4 separate regions of the Mus musculus genome follow, and regions 2, 3 and 4 are each linked to region 1. The links are chromatin contacts, called in public Hi-C and HiChIP or PLAC-seq maps. All regions are on one chromosome and are shown on one strand. Each heading gives the region's core, a stretch centred on a gene start, on an enhancer-like site or on the middle of the called end of the contact. The rest is flanking DNA. Distances are from core to core; before and after follow the strand shown.

Region 1 (5,312 bases), core at 717-3,216:
GCCATGAACAGGTTTACATGCAGTGCAAAGCCTGGGAAAGAAGGCACAGAAAATGGGGAGTCGTGGTTGTGTGTGCCCTGGGCTCTGCTCTCCGCCATGGTCAATAACCTCTCAAATGCCTGCATGTGCTTCTGGTAGATCAAGAGAAATGGAATAAAGTTCTTCTCAGTTAGCTCCAACAAGGAGTGTGTGTGAGTGTGTGTGTGTGTGTGTGTGTGTGTGTGTGTGTGTGTGTGTGTGTTCATAAAGGTGGTTCATGTGTAGTCTGGTGAGTGTGCACATATATGGAGGCCAGAGGAAAACCTACTTGTTGGTTGGTTTGTTGGTTTGTTGGGTTTTTGTCTTGAGAAATAGTCTTTCACTGGCCTGAAATCTACCAGGTATGCTAAACTAAGTTGGTTTGCCAGTCAACTTCAGGGATCTACCCGTGTCTCCTTCTCCCAAGCACTGGCTTGTGCCAGCATGCAGGACATTTTGTTTTGTTTGTTTCCTTTCATTTCTCATGAGTTCTGGCAATTAGAGTCAAGTTCTCCTGCTTTTGAGACAAGCAATTTGCTTGGACAGTCAATGGACAATACTGTTCACAGCAGTGAGTAGTGTACACTCACTCTTTTGATAACTTATAGAGTTTCAAGTCTTGAAGAAAATAGAGCTTTGTCCCTGTCTTAGGACTACATCTGGACCACTCAGGTGAGTGCTTCTGGGACCAGCTCAACAGCTTTTCTCAATAGATTCTTTTCACAATTTCTGTTTATTCCTGATGTCAAAAGCTCTTCCTGGATAGCTTGCTTGAATTTCACTATTGGGTTTTTAAATTATTTTCCTTTATCCCACCCTCAGCTTAGAGGCAGTGTAAGCTGGATAGATCATCCAAACGCTATCTTCTATCAAGCTGAGCCATGGTAAATGTGCTTGGACTGAAGTGTCTGTGGTTTTACGTTGCATTCCAGTGAGGTGATAGAACCTGATCTCCCGGTGGAATGTTCTCTTTCAGGTCTTGCACGCCTGTGAGATAAAGGCTGACCCGCTGGCAGAAAAACTGAGCACTTCTTGATAGTGGCCACAAGAGAGGGCATTGTTTCTCTTAGAGCTAGTCCCCTCCCATCCTATCACAACTCATGACGTGTGCTCTCTGAGTTTAGAAATCCTAAGTTAATTCTTCTAAAACGAAACCTGGGCCTGAGTAATTGTGCCTATAACACCTGATATTCCAGTAGTGCCTCGTGCTTAATAGCAACAAGGAGCACTGATATAGGGTGACTTTCCACAGTCAACAGCTCTGAGTCCATGAGGGTTCACCAGTCCTGAAGTGGAGGAATTTAAAAGAATCTGTCTATACTGAACAAGTGTGACACCTTTTTCTTTCCACGACTCCCTAAAATATACCAGATAACACCTATTTACATGGTATTTATATTGTATCGATACTATGAGAGATCAAGAGATTATTAAAAGTATATGCACACCAGTTATATGCAAGTATTCCATGAGGAATGAGTGTACCATGCATTTTTTTGATTCATGAAGAGTCTGAGAACCAATTCTTGCAGATGTGCTGAGGTGGCTACAATAAAATCATCTACTAGGACACTCTTCCTTCCAAAAGGCAATCTCTTCTTAGAGACATTAAACAGCAACTTTATAACAGCAATTATGTTATAAGAAAATGTGTTCCATATAATTATGCCATAAGCAAGGGTTAGGGACATAAACTTGGTTTATGTTTGTCTCAGAAAGAACAGACAAGATTTTAAAAAGTGCAAGCACTCAGAAACTCCTGAGAAAGACCTCTCTCTGTGTTCACTTTGACCTCTTCTTCGAGGCATAGCTATCCAGTGAGAGGTGTGGAAGGGAAAAATCATTGAGCCCTGAGATGGGCTTTCCCAGCCTCCTGCAGAACGGTCTGTCCAGGTCTGTGAATCAGTGTCAGAACTGGGCAGGGCGAGGTTCCCCTATCCTGCAGCCTGTGATTAGGAAAGCATCCATCTGTCAACAGAGGCTCTCAGCTGCTTTTCCAGCCGGCTTCCACCTCCCTGACTCACTCAGTGATGCCACATCTAATGTTTATGACCTAACGCCTGATCACCATGGAACTAGCACAAACTGGAGACTGTTGAGGAGCAAAACCCACAGAGAGACTCTGGGCACTGCAGGAAACGAGAAAAAAGACCCTCATTCATGGAGACCACAGGAGAAGACAGAACATCCCATCCCTCATGTGGACACTTCCACCGGTTGCTAAAACGGATCCTTGGACGCTTTTGAGCTTCTTGAAGAACCCAAATAAGGACGTAGGGTGACCAAGGACAAACAAACACTGTGGCGTTTAGAAATGAAGACCAAGGAATGGGAGGGAATGTGTATGCGGCTATTTAATAAAGTTTGGATCACAAATTCAGCTTCCTTTCTTTTCTGCCAGCATGTGGCAATGGATGAAAAGAGAAAGGGCAGCGAGTGCCAGGAGAAAGTTCTCCCCAAACTGAACCTTGGGAACAGCCCCGAAGGTGTATTCTCCAACTGGGATGGTTGGTACAATGGTAAGCCCACACCTCCTTGTGAAACGGAAGGCCAGTGGGAAGGATCAAGTACTTTTCAGTAAAGATCTTCACAGTTAATGCTGTGAGCAGCGGCAAACTTTGGCACAGACACACGAGCCAGATGAGGACCCCAGTGGCATCAGCAAGGTGAAGTGTGTCTGACTTCCTGGCCTGCCATCCCCAAACTAATCAGGAGGGGCTGCTCTCCAGCCCTAAAGAGCCTGTATGAACAGAGTCTCCTGGAGTGCTTGCGGCTTCCAAGTAATGGGAGGATCTTTTTATAACCGTTGTGGTTTCATGTAAAAGGAAGCTTAGAATCAGTGGGAAAGGGAGGGGAACTTTTTGAGCTGCAGACCATCTGAAAGGGGGGAAATCATAAATACCAGAGTGTCTGATTATTTGAACGTCTCTTGAAGTCGAATAGTGAACCTTCTTCATGTTTGGCTTCCCCGCACTTGGCTCCCTCTGACAACTTTGCAGGCATCAGGGTCTGTCTGGAATTCATTCCAAGTTGGAGGGATATTTTTTCCCTTGACATTTTGCAGCTGAGGCGGCCCCAAGGAGGAAGCTGAAGAGCGTAACATTACCAAATATGTCCTTTCTCCTGCTTGTATATTTTATTTCCACAGGAAAAGAAGGCAGATTCAGGCCAAGAAGGGCTGGCCAAGAAGAACCGGGCCATCGCAGGCAGCTTCTGGCAGATGAAGACATTGATCAGTCGCCATAGTTCTCAAGAAAGGAAGCTGTTGGTGCCCACCAGTAGAAATCTGCTTTGCTTCAAGACAAATTCTGACAATTTTTTTTTACATGTTATCCCTCTGTTTCAGAAAAATTACCTGTCCTTGTGTTGGTCTCCTGTTCTTAAAAGCACTTGAGTGGGATTTAAAGCCAGTGTGTATTCCTTTAACTAAGCCTGTGTATTCTCCAACTGGGAGGGTCAGTCTACAGTGAGGTTTCAGAAGCCTCATCTATGAAATGAAGATGCAGGTTGCCCAAGTCACGTTAAATTCCCAAGACTGGTAACTCTAGCCTTATTTGATCACGTGCTTTAATCCCTTAAATTTCAGCACTCTTCCCAATATTTATGTATGCATGATTCAGAATTACTACAACTTGACTCCGTCTTACAAAACATATAATGGAATATGCCTATACACATATGCACACAAAATCAACGTTTAATATAGATGATTTATAAGAAATGAAAGGGAAGATGCTAGGCTAGGGATATGGTTCAGTTGGTAGAACTTGCCTACTACACACAAAGCCTTGGGTTCCATCTGTGACACTGCATGAAACAGACACAGGAGTACACAACTGTAATTCTAACAGGAGGCAAAAGTATTACAATTTCAAGGTCATTCTGTATCTAATATAGAGTTTGAGGCCTGCATGGGCTCATATGAGATATCTAAAAAGTCATAAATATGTATTTTAATGCTTTTCTTTTTAAATATCAGTGGTTTGTATTGGTATTGTTGTTGCTGTTGGCATTATTAGTATTGTTGTTGGCACATGGCATTATTCTATTGTCCAGACTGGTCTAGACCTCAGGCTTGTCTCTAACCCTCCATCTTTCTGTCTCATCTTCTCCATTATTGCAATTACATGTGACACCCACCACAGTTTAGTATCTTATCTTTAAGCACAACATGTAGCAACTCACCTCTCTTAAGTTAGTTCTTATAAAAGTATCTTTTATTCACCTGATGCAATTGTAGTCCTGAGGCTTATGTCCATCTGCTAACCTAGGCCTTGTCTTGGAAACATCTAGCCTCCGTATAATTTTATCTAGGCCTAGAATGTTTTCAGCCTCTGAGATTTACTGCTGAATAAGCTCACCCTTTCTAGCTCTTTCTGAACTCTGGCTAGCTAGTCAACTCAGGTATTCTGTTTAAAATTTTCCACACTGACTGATTCAAAGTGACTTCTCTCAGCTTCTCACTGAATTGCTCTGCTTGACCTCATACTATCTTTGGCAATCTGTTCTAATCTTCTGGCTCCTCATTCTCTGGGTCACTTCACCTGTTTCTAGCTTGTTCTATCTCTGCAACCTGTCTCTTTACAACTGTCCCAGTAAATCTTCCCTCTCTCCCTTTCTCTCTCTGTGCTGCTCTCTCTATAGAAACCTCTCCTTTTCTCTCTTTTCTCATGAGAGTTGAGCATACCCTTCTGTCAAATCTTTCCCTGATTCGTCACTTTGTCTGCCACTCAGTTAGACATCACTTTCAAACACGATGCTTCTTTCTATAAGCTAACTTTACCTTCATTGTTTGGGATTAAATGTGGGTGCTAAGGGCGTGTCTGTATTCCAGCCAGGGTAACCATGTTGCTGGATTGAAATTCATCTTTAAAAGTCACTTCAGCTCTGCCTTGCTTTTTTCTTACCATGTGAGCGCTTCAAGTGTGTCCTCACATACGCCAAGCAAGTGCTGTGCTACTGAGCTACATCTGCAGCCCAGCTCTGTTTTCCCCTGTGAGTATAAGACATTAATCTAACCTAGCACACCTGCAAGTACTGAGAAGAAACGCACAAGAAAAGAGGTACATAATGTACACCCTACACTCACAGTTACATATGTAAAACTCAGTTTTAAAGGCATAACATCCTTGGCTAATCATTTGCTGTATAACTTTTAAAAGAGAATGGTTACAGAAAAACATTTTTTATATTCGTGTGTATGTTCATAAGTGTGAGTACATGCGTGTATGTGCTCATGTGTATATGCATATATTCATGCAGAAGCCAGAGATCAAAGTCTGCTGTCTTCCTTC
Region 2 (5,312 bases), core at 1,184-3,683, 180 kb after region 1:
AGATGTCATGTGTCCTTTCTGGGAGGCACACAATCACTGCTGCATAGCATCATGTGTTACGATCAGTGCAGTCAAGCCAAGAAATGAGGCCACAGAGAGCCGAAAATGAGAAGGGACATTCTCTCTCTTGCAAATGGCATGGGCGTCTATGAGAGAACATCAGGGGAACTTAAAAATCATCCTAAGACGAGCCAATATGAGTTTACCAAGGTTGTGGGATATAAGACAGTTTTATAAAAAAAAAATAATTTTAAGCTGGGCGTGGTGGCGCATGCCTTTAATCCCAGCACTTGGGAGGCACAGGCAGGCGGATTTCTGAGTTCGAGGCCAGCCTGGTCTACAAAGTGAGTTCCAGGACAGCCAGGGCTTATACAGAGAAACCCTGTCTCGAAAAACCAATAAATAAATAAATACATTTTAACTCTATATGTCAGTAATGAACACTTTGAAACCAATATTTAAAACATAACGCTTCTCTGCTCACTGTGGCTCTGTTCCGACCTTGCAGCGGCGGTATTGGCCTGGCTTCTGGAATGGACAGAGTCCACCAGGAAAGACTGGGGTCGCGAGGAGCTGGGGAGGGAGGGGCCCTGTCTGCGGAAGGTAGGGTTAGATCATTAGCTCAGTGACCTCCTAGGGTTTCCATGTGCTGTGTTCTCATCCTATAGCTGGTTTGGTAATGATCTGCAAGTCCCGGTGAGCAACAGCACAGCTCCGCCTGACGCTCTCATTAAAATCCATGCAGCCAAACTCTGCACGTTGTAGCAGCCTTGCAGAGCCTTGCAGAGCCTCGCAGAGCCTTCTCAGCTTGGGGGGCTGGGGACCCAGTCAGCTGAGAGGCCGTCTAGGCTCTACATAGGTATATGTGTACAAAGGAAATTTTCTTTTAAAACATGTTTCTTTAAGCCCTTTTAAGTAATAAAGGACCCAGTGCAGGTGGGTGTGTTTGTGGAATTCTGTAAGCGTAGAATACAAAGTTTAGTGACTATTTGAACTGGGCTGAGGCTGGTAAGACTATAAAGCAGCGGCCCATAAGGACTCTTAAGCGCTGGAGCAAAGGAGCCGCCCCGCTTCCCGCTTCCCAGTCTGCCTAGCCCAGCGGGGGCTGCCCCCATTCCTATAGCCCAGGGACCCAGCTTGCAATTGGTAGTGTCAGACGTGGCATGTAGCTTTGCCTTGGTTGTGAGATGATTTCATGGGGGGGGGGGGGGGAATTCCTTGGAGGCTCAGAGCAACTGGCCCAAACTCTCCTCCAGTTGGAGGCTCGAGCGCCCTCAGAAAGGACCCTGGCCGATGTCCCCGCAGAGCTGAGGTGCTGTTGTCAGGGCTAACTTGAAATCTCTTCCCGTGGTGCCCATCCTCTGACTCTATAGCACCAGCTTGGACAGGTTGAGGTCTCTGTGGCTTTGTTGAGGCTGCTTAAGCATTCTCACCACCATGTCCCTCTTCTGCATTAGCACTGCCTCCTGCTGCAATAATTTAATAAAGTCTTTGTAGTCACTCAGTCAAAAATAAAAAATAAAAATAAAAAACATAATGCTTCGTACAACTGCTAAAAAAAAAATGAGAACTTGGGTATATATTAAAGATAAATGTGCTGAAAACTCCAGACACTCGTAAAAGAAAGACTGGATCAGTTGTAATCACAGACTGATCGACAGAGTAAAAATTTTACCTCTCCCCTAACTGACACCCATGTCACTGCACTGGTGTAATTCTTTCTGTGGCGCTAGAGCAGTGATCTCAACTTTCCTCGGGCTGCAATCAGTTAACACAGTCCCTCATGCGGTGGCGACCTCCAACCTTCACAATCCATAACAATTTGCTACTGTTATGAATCTTAATGTAAATATTTGATATGTGACCGTGCCAAGGGTTGTAGCCCACCGGTTGAGAACCACTTCTCCAGCGACTTATTTTGTTTGTTGGTGGGCTCACTGGGGTTTGGGTATGTAAACAATTGTGACACCTATAAACTTAGTCTCATTTCTCCTTTCTGAGCCTGTATTATTTTATTTCCGTTTTCCTTATTCTACTGGCTCGGGCATATCGCACCATGTTTGAAGTGGCAGAGAGTTATCGGGACATAGACACTTTGCCTTGTTCCAGCTATAACCAGAATAGAAACCCCTGCTGCCCCTCGGTATGGGTGCCAACGAGCAGACAGGATCAGTGCTTCCCTCAGAGGGCTGGCAACCTGGTGGAGAAGCATGACTTTCTCCAGTAACAAGTTTTATAAGAAACCAGAACACCGACCATTCAGTCCTGCCTCTCTGGTCACGTTGCTCCTCTTGTCTTTGGATTCGTCATGCTGGTGGGTTTGTCCTTATTTCCTCTTGCCCGCCCTCCTTGTTATCACCCTTCCCTGTGTAGGGAGTTTTATACACCCAGGCCAGCCTTTGAGTCACCATTCTTCCCAACCATTATCTGAGTTACCTTTAGGTTAAAGATTAACTCCCGTCAGTTAACAATGTGCGCTTTCTGGGCAGCACACAGTGTGTGCGTCCAGATTCCTGCATACAGTGAGAAGTACAAATGGCCTCTCATGACTCAAGAGAGACAAGAGCCTCTATCCTTTTCAACAGTATGAAGTACAAGTGTGCTCATTTAGAGCTTAAAGTGTCCCCATCTGTCCCCTTCACTATCAAGGCTCAGCAGGATGTGTGCTTTGAGAAAGCCATCAGTGTCTTGGAGTCTGTGCAGATCGATAAAACAAAAGCATCCAAAACAGATATAAAAATGAATCGGCAAGCTTGGGAGGATTCACCCTCCTTGATTTTAACACTCAACATGAATGGAGGATATCCACAGCAGGACAGACAGATAAACAGACTGAGGAGTCAGAATAGATACTCCAATGTGAGTCCACAGAAATACACCCAGCTCTTCCTGACAAGGGCCTACAAGCAAGTCAGTACAAAGAGAACGCCATTTCGCCATGCAGTGGTCGAGTTATTAAGGGAGGAGTATGAACCTCAATCTAAACCTTACAGATGGTTCAAAATCTGACCCCAAACTGTAAAAGTTTTAGAAGATATTATAGATAAAAATCTTCAGGATCTAGACTTGATGAAAAATTATCTCATTGACTCAACATTATAATTCGTAGGAGAAAAAAATTAAAATAAAACCAAGTTAAAATTAACTAAAGTTTAAAGTATTTGTGATGGAAAAGATCCTATTATAAGAGTCTGAAAAAGAAGGCACATGGTGTGAGAATATATCTGCAACTACTGCAGCGCCGGATCTAGAATTTGAAAAAAAAAATCAGCATGTAACAAAAAAATTAAGTAATTTCCAGGAAGTATGCAAAAGATATAATAAGATATTTTTAAAAGAAGAATTTACAAATGGTAAATAGTCCCATTGAAATATATTCAACACCCGTAGGAAACTGTACAAATTTTGACTGCTATAAGATATCTATAAAAGCAAATGTGAAAAATACGTGGATTTAGAACAAGTGACCATATAAAGTATTACAGCTGCTGTGGGGAATAAAGACCCAGATACGCACTTACTGCGTAACAAAGCAACTCTCTTCATGGTCACTAAACACACAGAAATAAAAACATTTTGTTCACACAAAACCTGGGAACCCCATAGTTGTTCTATATGAAACAGATTAAAAACTAGAAATCTTCCACAAAATGCCCATCCGAGGGGAATGAGTAACCCGAGTTGTACATCACGTCAAGGACCTTATTTGCTGATATAAAGTAACATAAAGGGACTGGGCACAGGAAGGTGTGCCAAGTGGGGAACGCTTTCAAAAGGTTGCATTGTGTGTCTCTATGTACGTGGTGAGAGTTAGTGAAGGCTGGTGCGTTCATTTTAGTAAACAAAGGAATGGATGAGTGATTTCAGGGATGGGTGTAGGAGTTTGATGCTTATACGCAGAACATTTTGGTGAATGAAAATTCTTATCGTTTAGTAACAGGACAACTTACTGAAAGCGGTCTTGCTCCTACGATCCTTTTTCTTTAAGCAGAACAATTCCAAGACTGGCCAGCAGGGGGCGAACAATTCCTCAGCGCAGAGCGACCGCTGTTTAGTTTTTTCTGCAGCTCACATTCATTCTGCCCTGATGCTCTTACATGGGGGCGGTTTTTTACATTTCTTGTGATTTGTTTGTTTGTTTGTTTCATATTAGTAACAATCAAGCGTGTTTTCCATCTGTACCCAGGACTTAACATCCGTCATAGCAACGCAACCTTCCACATTCACTGTGATTTTTTTTAAGTGATGGTTTATAAATCAAAACATAAAATTCTAATTTTAACTAATTTGAAGCAAATTACATTTCAGTAGCATTAAATATATTATCATTGTTTAGGACAAGATATCAAAAAAAATTTCATCCTAGGCTGGGCATGGTGGCTCATACCTCTGATCAGAGCACTCACGAGGCAAGGATCTCTGTGAGTTCGAGGCCAGTCTTGTCTACAGCGTGAGTTCCAGGACATCTAGGCCTACATAGAGAACCCTGTCTCAAAAACAGAACAATGCTTTCATCCTATAAAGCACTGAATGACTGTTTATGCCCCGCCCCCTTTCCCTAACTCCAGGCAAACTCCATGCTACTGTCTGTGTCTGCAAATGTGACTTATTTAGATTCTCTCATCTGAGTATTCGGACCCACACCTTCCAAGTCTATCCAAGCAGGAACATGTAGGAGAAGGGCATCTCACTGTGTGTGTCCACGCGCCACCTTCTGTTCACGTATCAGTGGCTGCGATGAGTCCTGCTGCTGTCTATAGAGGAATATGGAATCAGCACACATACCGAAATGGCTTGGGTCTCTTTAAGGAACAAATACATGTACAGAAGCAGAGCCAGACCTGCTCGTTGTTATATCTGTGTGCTTCTCCAAATGCCAACTAGCCTAGGAATTACACCGAATCTACTTGAAAGATCTGCATGACGGACTCTGGCGGTGATGGGCAGCACCTGCCAACGCTGCGTGCTGGGTTTTAAGGTCACGATGTCGTAAAACTGTGGCAACTGACTCTGACTATAGGAGACTATAGTTAGTCTCCTTCACACAACTCAAGGGTTAGAGGGCAGAATACTTCCAAAGGGGCAGATTGTCTTACAAGGAAAAGGTGGGCACAAGAATGACGTAAACCACCACCACCCCTCTGGAGAAACCACATCAAAAGCTTCCGAAATACAGACGAGGCTCCAACTTATCTTGCCAATCTTCTTATAGAAGAAGAAAAGTATTCAGAGAGCATGAGGGGTGGTGGGTGTCCTACATGGGGATGGTAGGAGGGAGCGATGAAAAGGGAGAAAATTATGTAATTATATTT
Region 3 (5,312 bases), core at 1,019-3,518, 150 kb after region 1:
CCTTAGCTTTATGAATGGCCGTTCTAAAAACACTGCCCAAGTTACTCAATTATAAAAAGCCCAACCACTTACCCCTGTGACTGAGCCTGCCCCCTGGATACAGCAAGCCATTGGTGGCTCTCAGGTGGACTTGTGGTTTCAGAGACTGCTCCAACTCTCCTGGCTCCCCTCATCACATTGCAGGCTAGAGAGCTCACCTCAGAGCCCACATCCCACCCCAGATGAGCCTCACCCTTCCCTTCCCTTCCCTTCCTCACTCATTCCACCTTTCTGACCATTGCTGGTAGATATAATTGGGAGTTTAAGACTTGAAAGATTTCACTGTGGCTTCCCACATAGTTTGGACTTTAAAAAAAAAAATATCATCAAAGAAGACAGCAAAAGTGCAAGGCCAAGTTGCCTATACTACACATGTGGCTACTCACATAACTTGCCATGTTCTTTCTTTAAATAGGAAGTCTCGGGCCTCTTCTCTTTGAGGAATGCTTGGAAAGAACATTGAATAACAATGTCAGAAATCCTTCCAGCACTGCAGAGGCTGCTCACACTTCAAGCCACTCACACCTTTCGCTGTTGACATGTAACTGCACTGTACAGCATGTGGCTGGCTTAACAAGGTAATTGTGTGCAGATGATGTGGTCAGCCACTTGAAGTGGCTAACTCCCTTACCCCCTCCCACCATCGCCCCCCGCCACCCCTGCTAATCATCCATGGATGGATTGAAAAAGTTTTAAAACTGGCCCACTTAAATGGGCTGTTTTCATGTTATAAATCTATAGTGTGTTGTCTCCAAAATTAGTCTTTGCCGATATACTCAGTTTAAACTTATAGTCAGAAACACCAACTATGAGAGGAAGCCAGTGACAAATGATGTAGCTTTAGGGAAAGCATGGGATGGTCCCAGAATCTTTCTATGTCCAATGAGAATTGGAGATAAACACACACACACATACACACACACACACACACACACACACACACACACACACACACACGCAAAGAGAGACAGAGAGAGAGAGAAAGAGAGACAGACAGAGAGCCAATAAACAACACAGGTCCTAAATGAATGCACAGTGTATAAAATTGGTCCTTACAGAAACTAAGTAGCAGTTCTAAGAAACAGAGACTAGCTTAGATACATTGTTTACTTTTAACATCAACACACGAGCAGGGGATAAAGCTGTGCTTTCCTTGATTTAACCTCCCTCCACGAGCCTGCAAGCTATTTGAGTAGCAAGAGGCTTCATCACTAATTGTAGACACTTGGGGAAGTCAGTAAAAATATATTATGCACTGATGCTTAGTTTATAGCCGGATTATAACTAGATACAACCGTCTATGGTTTTGCTGTTATGTAAACAAGTGCTTTACTTCAAAACAGAACAAACCCCAACAACATCGTTAGATTATGGGTTTTAGGATAAGTTAAAAAAAAAAAATCCAAGCCTGGACCTCAGTACAGCCATGTTTAAAATATCCCAACTGAACCCCTACTGGCCTCCTTATACCTCTTTCTTCTCCCACTATATTCCCTGACACTTAGCTTCTGAACACAGCCATTTGGTCTGAACTCATAAACTTATTTTTCTAGAAAAGCCATGCCCAGTCATTCCCCTTGCCTCCCTGGACCCTGAAGACAAGTTCTTACATAAAGAGTGCTGAAAATCTCCCTGGGAACCTACATCCTTGGCTTTCATATCTTTCAGCCATCAAAATGGTTATCTCCAGTGACCAAAGATCAAATGCCTGTATTTCAGATACAAAAGTTGCACATAGGAATTCTGGGAGGAGAGGAGGCATTTCAAATGGCTATAAGCACCCTTCTCCTCTCAGTAGAAGAACACCAAGAGACTACAGCCCCGTAAAGAAAAAAAAAAATCCAAAACAAAGAAAAATATTTTTTTTAATTTCTAGGGGCCCATGGTATTTGCCTCTTGAGCTATTTGAGTCTTGAGAAGTTTTTATGTCAGTAGCCAGAACTGGCAAAGAGATTTTTAAGAAGAAAAGATCAGAGAAATAATCGTTTATTTCTAAGTTATATTTCATCAGGAGGGGTGAGAAGATGATATGGAGAAAGTTTTACTTCTTGGTGTTGTGCTGGAAACACAGCGCCTTTTTTTTTTTTCCTGGCGAGCTAAAGTGTGCCAGCTTTTTCAGACGGAGGAATGTGGAGTGTCAAGGGGTCAGGATCAATCCGGTGTGAGTTGATGAGGCAGGAAGGTGGGGAGGAATGTGAGGAATGTCCCTGTTTGTGTAGGACTCCATTCAGTTCTTTGGCGAGCCGGCTCCCGGGAGCGTATAAAAGCCAGCGCCGCCCGCCTAGTCTCACACAGCTCTTCTCTCCAAGAAGACTCAGCCAGATCCACTCCAGCTCCGACCCCAGGAGACCGACCTCCTCCAGACGGCAGCAGCCCCAGCCCAGCCGACAACCCCAGACGCCACCGCCTGGAGCGTCCAGACACCAACCTCCGCCCCTGTCCGAATCCAGGCTCCGGCCGCGCCTCTCGTCGCCTCTGCACCCTGCTGTGCATCCTCCTACCGCGTCCCGATCATGCTCGCCTCCGTCGCAGGTCCCATCAGCCTCGCCTTGGTGCTCCTCGCTCTCTGCACCCGGGTAAGCCCCGGGACTGACGGAAGGGACGGAGGGAGGGCAGAGTGAGCTGCGATCACAGACTGACCTCCCTCCCCTTCCTCTCCGCAGCCTGCTATGGGCCAGGACTGCAGCGCGCAATGTCAGTGCGCAGCCGAAGCAGCGCCGCACTGCCCCGCCGGCGTGAGCCTGGTGCTGGACGGCTGCGGCTGCTGCCGCGTCTGCGCCAAGCAGCTGGGAGAACTGTGTACGGAGCGTGACCCCTGCGACCCACACAAGGGCCTCTTCTGCGATTTCGGCTCCCCCGCCAACCGCAAGATCGGAGTGTGCACTGGTAAGACCCTCAGCCCCATTCCAGCCCCCTTTGCAGAGGCCTCACCTTTTGGTGTTGGACCACCACCTCTCTCAAGTCCAGCGTGATACCCTCTAGAAAAAGAAAAGCCCCTATCCGCAGCTGCTTCCAACCGGCCCCCTGCAGTCCTGACCCTAGCTCGTCACCTTGACATGTACAGTGATATAGCTAGCTGTTCTGATCCCTGTGACCCTACGCCTGACCTACAACTTTGTCTTCCTCTCCCGCAGCCAAAGATGGTGCACCCTGTGTCTTCGGTGGGTCGGTGTACCGCAGCGGTGAGTCCTTCCAAAGCAGCTGCAAATACCAATGCACTTGCCTGGATGGGGCCGTGGGCTGCGTGCCCCTGTGCAGCATGGACGTGCGCCTGCCCAGCCCTGACTGCCCCTTCCCGAGAAGGGTCAAGCTGCCTGGGAAATGCTGCGAGGAGTGGGTGTGTGACGAGCCCAAGGACCGCACAGCAGTTGGCCCTGCCCTAGCTGGTGAGTTGTCACCTTCAAAGTTACTGTTATTCATTCTCCCCAACTTCAGGGCCAATGCCCAAGTCCACCAAATTAAGGGGAAATTGTCCTATCCGGATGTTTTACCTTGTGTTTGTGTGTTCTGCTCTCACAGCCTACCGACTGGAAGACACATTTGGCCCAGACCCAACTATGATGCGAGCCAACTGCCTGGTCCAGACCACAGAGTGGAGCGCCTGTTCTAAGACCTGTGGGATGGGCATCTCCACCCGAGTTACCAATGACAATACCTTCTGCAGACTGGAGAAGCAGAGCCGCCTCTGCATGGTCAGGCCCTGCGAAGCTGACCTGGAGGAAAACATTAAGGTACATCCTCTGCCCCTAGTCACTCCGTTTTACAGAATGACAGGGAAGAGAACCGAGCTGGCTGTCTCACCTCCCATGTTATTAGAGGCCTGTTGTCTCCAGAAATATCTAACCATGGAGCTGTCTGGCTAGAATGAGAGATGCTGTAACAACAGCTGCCAGTTTTCCACTACAAAATTCCCCGTGGTGCTAGTTAATTCAAGACACTCCAAATGAGGCCATGGCTATTTTTGGAAAACTGGCAAATGAAACTCCCAGTCTCTCCCCTCAGAATATAAACACAAGTCAGATGACATAGGGCTAGTCTACAAAGGCTTGAGGAAGGCCACTCCCGTTGTAGTAATTGCTGTTTCTCCTTCTGTCTTCCTTAGAAGGGCAAAAAGTGCATCCGGACACCTAAAATCGCCAAGCCTGTCAAGTTTGAGCTTTCTGGCTGCACCAGTGTGAAGACATACAGGGCTAAGTTCTGCGGGGTGTGCACAGACGGCCGCTGCTGCACACCGCACAGAACCACCACTCTGCCAGTGGAGTTCAAATGCCCCGATGGCGAGATCATGAAAAAGAATATGATGTTCATCAAGACCTGTGCCTGCCATTACAACTGTCCTGGGGACAATGACATCTTTGAGTCCCTGTACTACAGGAAGATGTACGGAGACATGGCGTAAAGCCAGGAAGTAAGGGACACGAACTCATTAGACTATAACTTGAACTGAGTTGCATCTCATTTTCTTCTGTAAAAACAATTACAGTAGCACATTAATTTAAATCTGTGTTTTTAACTACCGTGGGAGGAACTATCCCACCAAAGTGAGAACGTTATGTCATGGCCATACAAGTAGTCTGTCAACCTCAGACACTGGTTTCGAGACAGTTTACACTTGACAGTTGTTCATTAGCGCACAGTGCCAGAATGCACACTGAGGTGAGTCTCCTGGAACAGTGGAGATGCCAGGAGAAAGAAAGACAGGTACTAGCTGAGGTTATTTTAAAAGCAGCAGTGTGCCTACTTTTTGGAGTGTAACCGGGGAGGGAAATTATAGCATGCTTGCAGACAGACCTGCTCTAGCGAGAGCTGAGCATGTGTCCTCCACTAGATGAGGCTGAGTCCAGCTGTTCTTTAAGAACAGCAGTTTCAGCTCTGACCATTCTGATTCCAGTGACACTTGTCAGGAGTCAGAGCCTTGTCTGTTAGACTGGACAGCTTGTGGCAAGTAAGTTTGCCTGTAACAAGCCAGATTTTTATTGATATTGTAAATATTGTGGATATATATATATATATATATATATATATTTGTACAGTTATCTAAGTTAATTTAAAGTCATTTGTTTTTGTTTTAAGTGCTTTTGGGATTTTAAACTGATAGCCTCAAACTCCAAACACCATAGGTAGGACACGAAGCTTATCTGTGATTCAAAACAAAGGAGATACTGCAGTGGGAATTGTGACCTGAGTGACTCTCTGTCAGAACAAATGCTGTGCAGGTGATAAAGCTATGTATTGGAAGTCAGATTTCTAGTAGGAAATGTGGTCAAATCCCT
Region 4 (5,312 bases), core at 786-3,285, 130 kb before region 1:
TTCAGTCCATTATCATCAAGGTGGGAGCATGGCAGTATCCAGGCAGGCATGGCGCAGGAGGTGAGAGTTCTATGTCTTCATCCAAAGGCTGCTAGTGGAAGACTGACTTCCAGGCAACTAGGGTGAGGATGTTATGCCTACACCCACAGTGACACACTCATTCCAACCATGTCACACCTATTCCAACAAGGCCACACCTCCAGATGGTGCCACTTCCTGGTCCAAGGATATACAAACCATCACACAGACTGAGCAAGCCCTTAGTAGAAAGTCAGCAAGCAGCACCCTCCATGGTCTCTCCATCTGCTCCCGACCCCATGCTTTTGCCCTGCTTGAATTCCTGTCCTAATTTTCTTTGCTGATGAACAGCAATGTGGAAGAGTAAGCCAAATGAATCCTTTCCTCCACAACTTGCTTTTCTGTCATGGTGTTTTGTGGCAGCAATAGAAACCCTGAGACTTCCTCAGAAAATTGGACATAGTACTACCGGAGGATCCCGCAATACCTCTTCTGGGCATATATACAGAAGATGTTCCAACTGGTAAGAAGGACACATGCTCCACTATGTTCAAAGCAGCCTTATTTATAATAGCCAGAAGCTGGAAAGAACCCAGATGCCCCTCAACAGAGGAATGGATACAGAAAATGTGGTACATTTACACATTGGAGTACTACTCAGCTATTAAAAGGAATGAACTTATGAAATTCCTAGGCAAATGGTTGGACCTGGAGGGCATCATCCTGAGTGAGGTAACACAATCACAAAAGAACTCAAATGATATGTACTCACTGATAAATGGATATTAGCCCAGAAACTTAGTATACCTGAGATATAAGATACAATTTGCAAAACACATGAAACTGAAGAAGAATGAAGACCAAAGTGTGAACACTTTGCCCCGTCTTAGAATTGGGAACAGAACACCCATGGAAGGAGTTACAGAGACAAAGTTTGGAGCTGAGACAAAATGATGGACCATCTAGAGACATACACTAGCAAGAGTTTGCTGAAAGGACCCTGATATAGCTGTCTCTTGTGAGACTAGGCCCGGGCCTAGCAAACACATAAGTGGATGCTCACAGTCAGCTATTGGATGGATCACAGGGCCCCCAATGGAGGAGCTAGAGAAAGTATCCAAGGAGCTAAAGAGATCTGCAACCCTGTAGGTGCAACAACATTATGAACTAACCAGTACCCCAGAGCTCTTGACTCTAGCTGCATATGTATCAAAAGATGTCTTAGTCGGCCATCACTGGAAAGCGAGGCCCATTGGACAAGCAAACTTTATATGCCCCAGTACAGGGGAACGCCGGGCCAAAAAGTGGGAGTGGGTGGGTAGGGAAGTGGGGGGGAGGGTATGGGGGACTTTTGGGATAGCATTGGAAATGTAATTGAGTTAAATACGTAATAAAAAAAAATTAAATGAAAAAGAAAAGAAACCCTGAGACTAAAAGCATTTTTAAAAAAGAAAAGAAGAGAAGAGGAAAAAAAGAAAAGAAAAGAGAAGAAAAGAAAAGAAAAGGAAAGGAAAGGAAATAAAAGAAAAGGAAAGAGAAGAGAAGAGAAGAGAAGAGAAGAGAAGAGAAGAGAAGAGAAGAGAAGAGAAGAGAAGAGAAGAGAAGAGAAGAGAAGAGAAGAAAAGAAAAGAAGTATTCTGTTTTCAAACTGAGAGTTTGGAGGCAGGCTAGGGAAGAGAGAGCTCTGGCTCTTTGCTGCAATGCAGCTGTAATTGTGGAACAGGCGCCATCGTGTGGCACAGACGAAAAATGATTCTGTTGCCCGAGCTTCACGTTCACATTCTTGCTGTTAGAACTCCTGAGCTAGCTCAAAACGAATTCTCCAGTTTCAAAAACATCTCAGTACAAGATACAGGCATAAGAAGTTTGTTTTCTGTTTGTTTTGCTCTGTTTCGTTTTTTGTTGTTTTTTTTTTTTTTCAAACACTTGAAACTTTCTGGAACAATCCAGAATGGCTCTAAGCTAGTGAGAATTTAGGTTTGTTTTTGAGTAAACGATGAGCACAGCGCCCTCTTGTGGTTCATATGTTACTTTTCAGACAGAAAGATAAATTTGTGGAATCAATCCCAACTTTAGAAAGGGAAGACCTGATTAAAGGGTTGTAGGAAGAAGAGAGGAAGAAGCAAGAGTTTCTGGTGCGCTATTGCAAAAATAGGGAGATTTCAGATAATGTACTGTACATCTTTAAAACACAAGAAAGGATTTGAGAAGTTTCACGACAAATTAGAATGTAGTATGACCAGCTGCCTTAAGCTCCTGTCTGTCTGTCTACTAGCTATCTATCTACCTATCATCTCTATATATCTATATATTTATCTCTCAGCTATCTCTCTAATATCTACGTACCATCTATAATCTATCATCTATCTGACTATCTGTACCTATCTATTATCTGTCTATATATCTATATTTCTATCTATCTCATCAAACTAGCAAAGTAGCCAAGACTGGCCTTGATCCTCTGTGTCCAAGCCCTCAGTGACATGATTATAGGCATATACCCCCATGCATGGTTTAACTGAAATTTTAAACTTCCCGTTATTCTGTCATAAGACAAAAGATAAACGTCATTTTATACACTTCTTGAAAGAAATTTTGTGCAAACCTGTAGTGACTAGTTTTGTGACACTTGACACAAGCTAAAGTCATCTGAGAGGAGGACACTTCGATTTAAAAAATGCCTCGGTAAATTTGGGCTGCAGGCAAGCTTGTAAGTCATTTTCTTAGTTAGCAATTTATGGGGGATGACTCAACCCACTGTGAGTGTTGTCGCCCCTGGGAAAGCAGTCCTGGGTTCTATACGAAAGCAGGCCGAGAAAGCCAGTAAGCAGCATCCCTCCATGACCTCTGATTTGGCTCCTGCCTCCATGTTCCTGCCCTTTGGTGATGAGCAGCACTGTGGAAGTGTAACCGCTATCCTCCTCAACTTACTCTTTGGTTATTTGGTACTGGCTGACTCTCTGTGTGTTGACACAAGCTAGAACCATCCATCACAGAGAAAGGAGCCTCAGCTGAGGAAGTACCTCCATAAAATCCAGTTATAGGGTATTTTCTCGATTAGCTATCACAAAAGTCATTGCAATAATAAGCATTGTGTTATTAGCCCGGTGCCAAATGGCGTGTACAGCATAATTAATTCTTCCTTGAGAAGTAGTTCGGTCTTTCACAGGTTAAAAGCAAAGGATCAGGTTGAAGATGTAAGACTACCGCGCAAAAACCGGGCGTGGTGGCGCACGCCTTTAATCCCAGCACTCGGGAGGCAGAGGCAGGCGGATTTCTGAGTTCAAGGCTGGCCTGGTCTACAAAGTGAGTTCCAGAACAGCCAAGGCTACACAGAGAAACCCTGTCTCGAAAAACCAAAAAAACTACCTCCCAAGCAATGATAAGCTGCCACGCCCCCTTCTTTAGGCCGTGCCCACCCCACACACTGCTCTGTAATGCTCTGGTCCAGTGTCCTGCTCTTGAGGAGGTAGAGTCTTGCTCTGAAGGATCCAGGGAGTCAGTAAAAACTGAGACGAGGATCTGGAATGTGGCTCTGTAGATGACAGGCTGCACTTCGTTTTCTGGTCGGCCTGTCTGTCAAGAATGGGAATAGGAAGTGATTCAGAATAGCTGCACTTTACCGCCATAGCATGAGCTGTTCCGGTACCAAGGCATTTCTAGTGTGTTAATAGTTTAATATGATTAAATAATAAGAAAAACGATTATTTTTCTTATTTAGAAACTGTAGGGGGAAAAGACCCAATAGCTGGTTATATGACTATAGTTTGGATCAGGAAAGTTCCTAAAAGACCATTGTTCAAGACTTGATTCTCAATGTGGCACCGTTGGAAGGCAGTGATGGCCTGGCCTAGATGATGCGGGGTCCCTGTGAGAGCTATTGCCATAGAGGAGGAAAGGAGGAATTCCTTTGGAGTAAGTAGACCCGACCTCTTTTTTTTGTCTTTTCTGGCTATAGGGTATGCAATTTCGGACTATTCACACTCCCACAGTATACTGCCTTGCCCTAAACCCAAAAAGCAATGGTGTAACCTGTTGCGGGGAATATTAAAAAATGATGGAACCGCACGTTCCCCCACTTTTGCCTCTAGCCCAGCATTCTGGCCAACCATGCACTGGTGTGCAACCTATTTTTATCTTGTGGAGATTCTGACTCTGAACTCCACAATCTCTCCACACAGTTCGCTAGGTTCCCACTGGCGAGTCGCTACCATGCCAACCCTGTGCTTCAAATCCCCCACGGCCTTTGTGGAGCACCTTAGGCAAACCCACGCTTGGCCACTGTACCTTTCTCTCTTGAACCCCGAGGAGCCGCCACGTGAAGGAAAACACAACACAACCAGTCATGCACCAGGATCTCTAAAATCATGAGCTGAGTTAACCTCTTTTTCTTATTAATATTATCAAGATTATTACTATAACTATAAGATTATTATTACAATTATCTATTCCTTATTAAGGTTATTCCTCTCTAATATTATTATCTTGATTTTGGATGGGATACTGATTAATACAAGAGATTGATGCCTATAAGTGAGGTCATTGACTATAGCTATATCCCTGGTAGTGAGGAGATGGCTTTCAAATAAAGCCATGAAAGTGAATTAGAAAAATTGCACAGAGCAGGTTAGAAAAAGTTCAGAATGCTGTTTCTGGTTGGGCCATTCTTGTGGAGTCTCAGAATGCCAGGTTGCTGGTAGAATTGTGGGCAGTAAAGGTGATGCCGATTAAGCTTCAGATGGGAATGAAGGCTTAAAGAGTATGTGGCTGAAAGCCAGGTGGTGGTGGCGCACACCTTTAATCCCAGCACTTGGGAGGCAGAGACAGGCGAATTTCTGAGTTCGAAGCCAACCTGGTCCACAAAGTGAGTTCCAGGACAGCAAGGGCTACACAGAGTAACCCTGTCTTGAAAAACTAAGAAAAGAAAAGGAAAAAAAAAAAAAAAAAAGCATGTGGCTGAGACTACGGCTGTGTTCTGTCTGAGCCTTTTGCTGGAAGCTTTGAAGGGCAATGCTTCGGTCATGTGTATGGCAGAGCAAAGTTCTAGGCAGTACAGCTCTCTGGCTGAAGCATGGAAATTGCCACCAGCCTTTAACCAGTGTTGCCATGAGAACAGGAAGTAAACAGTAGAGGGATGCCATGGGCATGACACCCACGTGGAGGTGCACATCGGCAACATACAGTGCCAGCTTTGGTAAAGGCTCCCAAGGATTTGGCAAAGGACACAAATGATAAGACAGAACGAGTGTTAAGATTCCCGAAATTTTATTCCCATATGATATAATGGGAAGGTA

Evidence for each region. Hi-C and Micro-C count contacts between places; a contact is called where the count stands out from the background. HiChIP or PLAC-seq counts read pairs in DNA pulled down with a chosen protein or histone mark.
Region 2: a contact with region 1 is called in an H3K27ac HiChIP or PLAC-seq map of extraembryonic endoderm stem cells. The contact joins two enhancer-like sites. A contact is called at or near these places in 1 of 15 datasets of contacts at CTCF or cohesin (embryonic stem cells), 4 of 484 Hi-C or Micro-C datasets (nephron progenitors, palatal mesenchyme and uterus), 8 of 115 datasets of contacts at active chromatin or transcription factors (cardiomyocytes, embryonic fibroblasts, embryonic stem cells and 3 more) and 1 of 9 other capture datasets (embryonic stem cells).
Region 3: an H3K27ac HiChIP or PLAC-seq map of extraembryonic endoderm stem cells shows a contact between it and region 1. The contact joins the promoter of Ccn2 here to the enhancer-like site in region 1. A contact is called at or near these places in 6 of 39 promoter capture datasets (the 3T3-L1 cell line, the SN4741 cell line, cranial neural crest and 2 more), 1 of 15 datasets of contacts at CTCF or cohesin (stem cell-derived epiblast-like cells), 28 of 484 Hi-C or Micro-C datasets (the AML12 cell line, the C2C12 cell line, MC3T3-E1-derived osteoblasts and 15 more), 17 of 115 datasets of contacts at active chromatin or transcription factors (cardiomyocytes, a colorectal cancer cell line, differentiating embryonic stem cells and 10 more) and 3 of 9 other capture datasets (adipose tissue, liver and pancreatic islet).
Region 4: a contact with region 1 is called in a Hi-C map of uterus, with 3 times the contacts expected there. The contact joins two enhancer-like sites. A contact is called at or near these places in 1 of 15 datasets of contacts at CTCF or cohesin (the NIH/3T3 cell line), 1 of 484 Hi-C or Micro-C datasets (uterus) and 1 of 115 datasets of contacts at active chromatin or transcription factors (fibro-adipogenic progenitors).

The regions. Positions count from the first base shown.
Region 1 is chr10:24,445,340-24,450,651 of GRCm38.p6, forward strand. The region is part of intron 3 of Gm15270 (predicted gene 15270); the gene reads right to left. Among named protein-coding and RNA genes, the nearest start is that of Gm40615, 13 kb to the right of the region's middle. Within about 2 kb of position 1,967, at least 86 of the 459 cell types and tissues checked have an H3K27ac peak or open chromatin away from gene starts, as enhancers often do. A contact at or near this core is called in the AML12 cell line, the C2C12 cell line, Sertoli cells and 9 more, where this site is marked.
Region 2 is chr10:24,626,853-24,632,164 of GRCm38.p6, forward strand. No RefSeq gene overlaps it. Among named protein-coding and RNA genes, the nearest start is that of Gm15270, 34 kb to the left of the region's middle. Within about 2 kb of position 2,434, at least 44 of the 459 cell types and tissues checked have an H3K27ac peak or open chromatin away from gene starts, as enhancers often do. A contact at or near this core is called in extraembryonic endoderm stem cells, pancreatic cancer cells and uterus, where this site is marked.
Region 3 is chr10:24,593,174-24,598,485 of GRCm38.p6, forward strand. Ccn2 (cellular communication network factor 2) reads left to right here and starts at 2,269. Exons shown (of 5, transcript NM_010217.2): 1 at 2,269-2,615; 2 at 2,703-2,925; 3 at 3,174-3,425; 4 at 3,559-3,770; 5 at 4,142-5,312. The coding sequence starts at 2,553. The coding sequence ends at 4,438. Gm15270 (predicted gene 15270) reads right to left here and starts at 2,630. Exons shown (of 5, transcript NR_163910.1): 1 at 2,468-2,630.
Region 4 is chr10:24,310,521-24,315,832 of GRCm38.p6, forward strand. No RefSeq gene overlaps it. Among named protein-coding and RNA genes, the nearest start is that of Moxd1, 90 kb to the left of the region's middle. Within about 2 kb of position 2,036, at least 32 of the 459 cell types and tissues checked have an H3K27ac peak or open chromatin away from gene starts, as enhancers often do. A contact at or near this core is called in uterus, where this site is marked.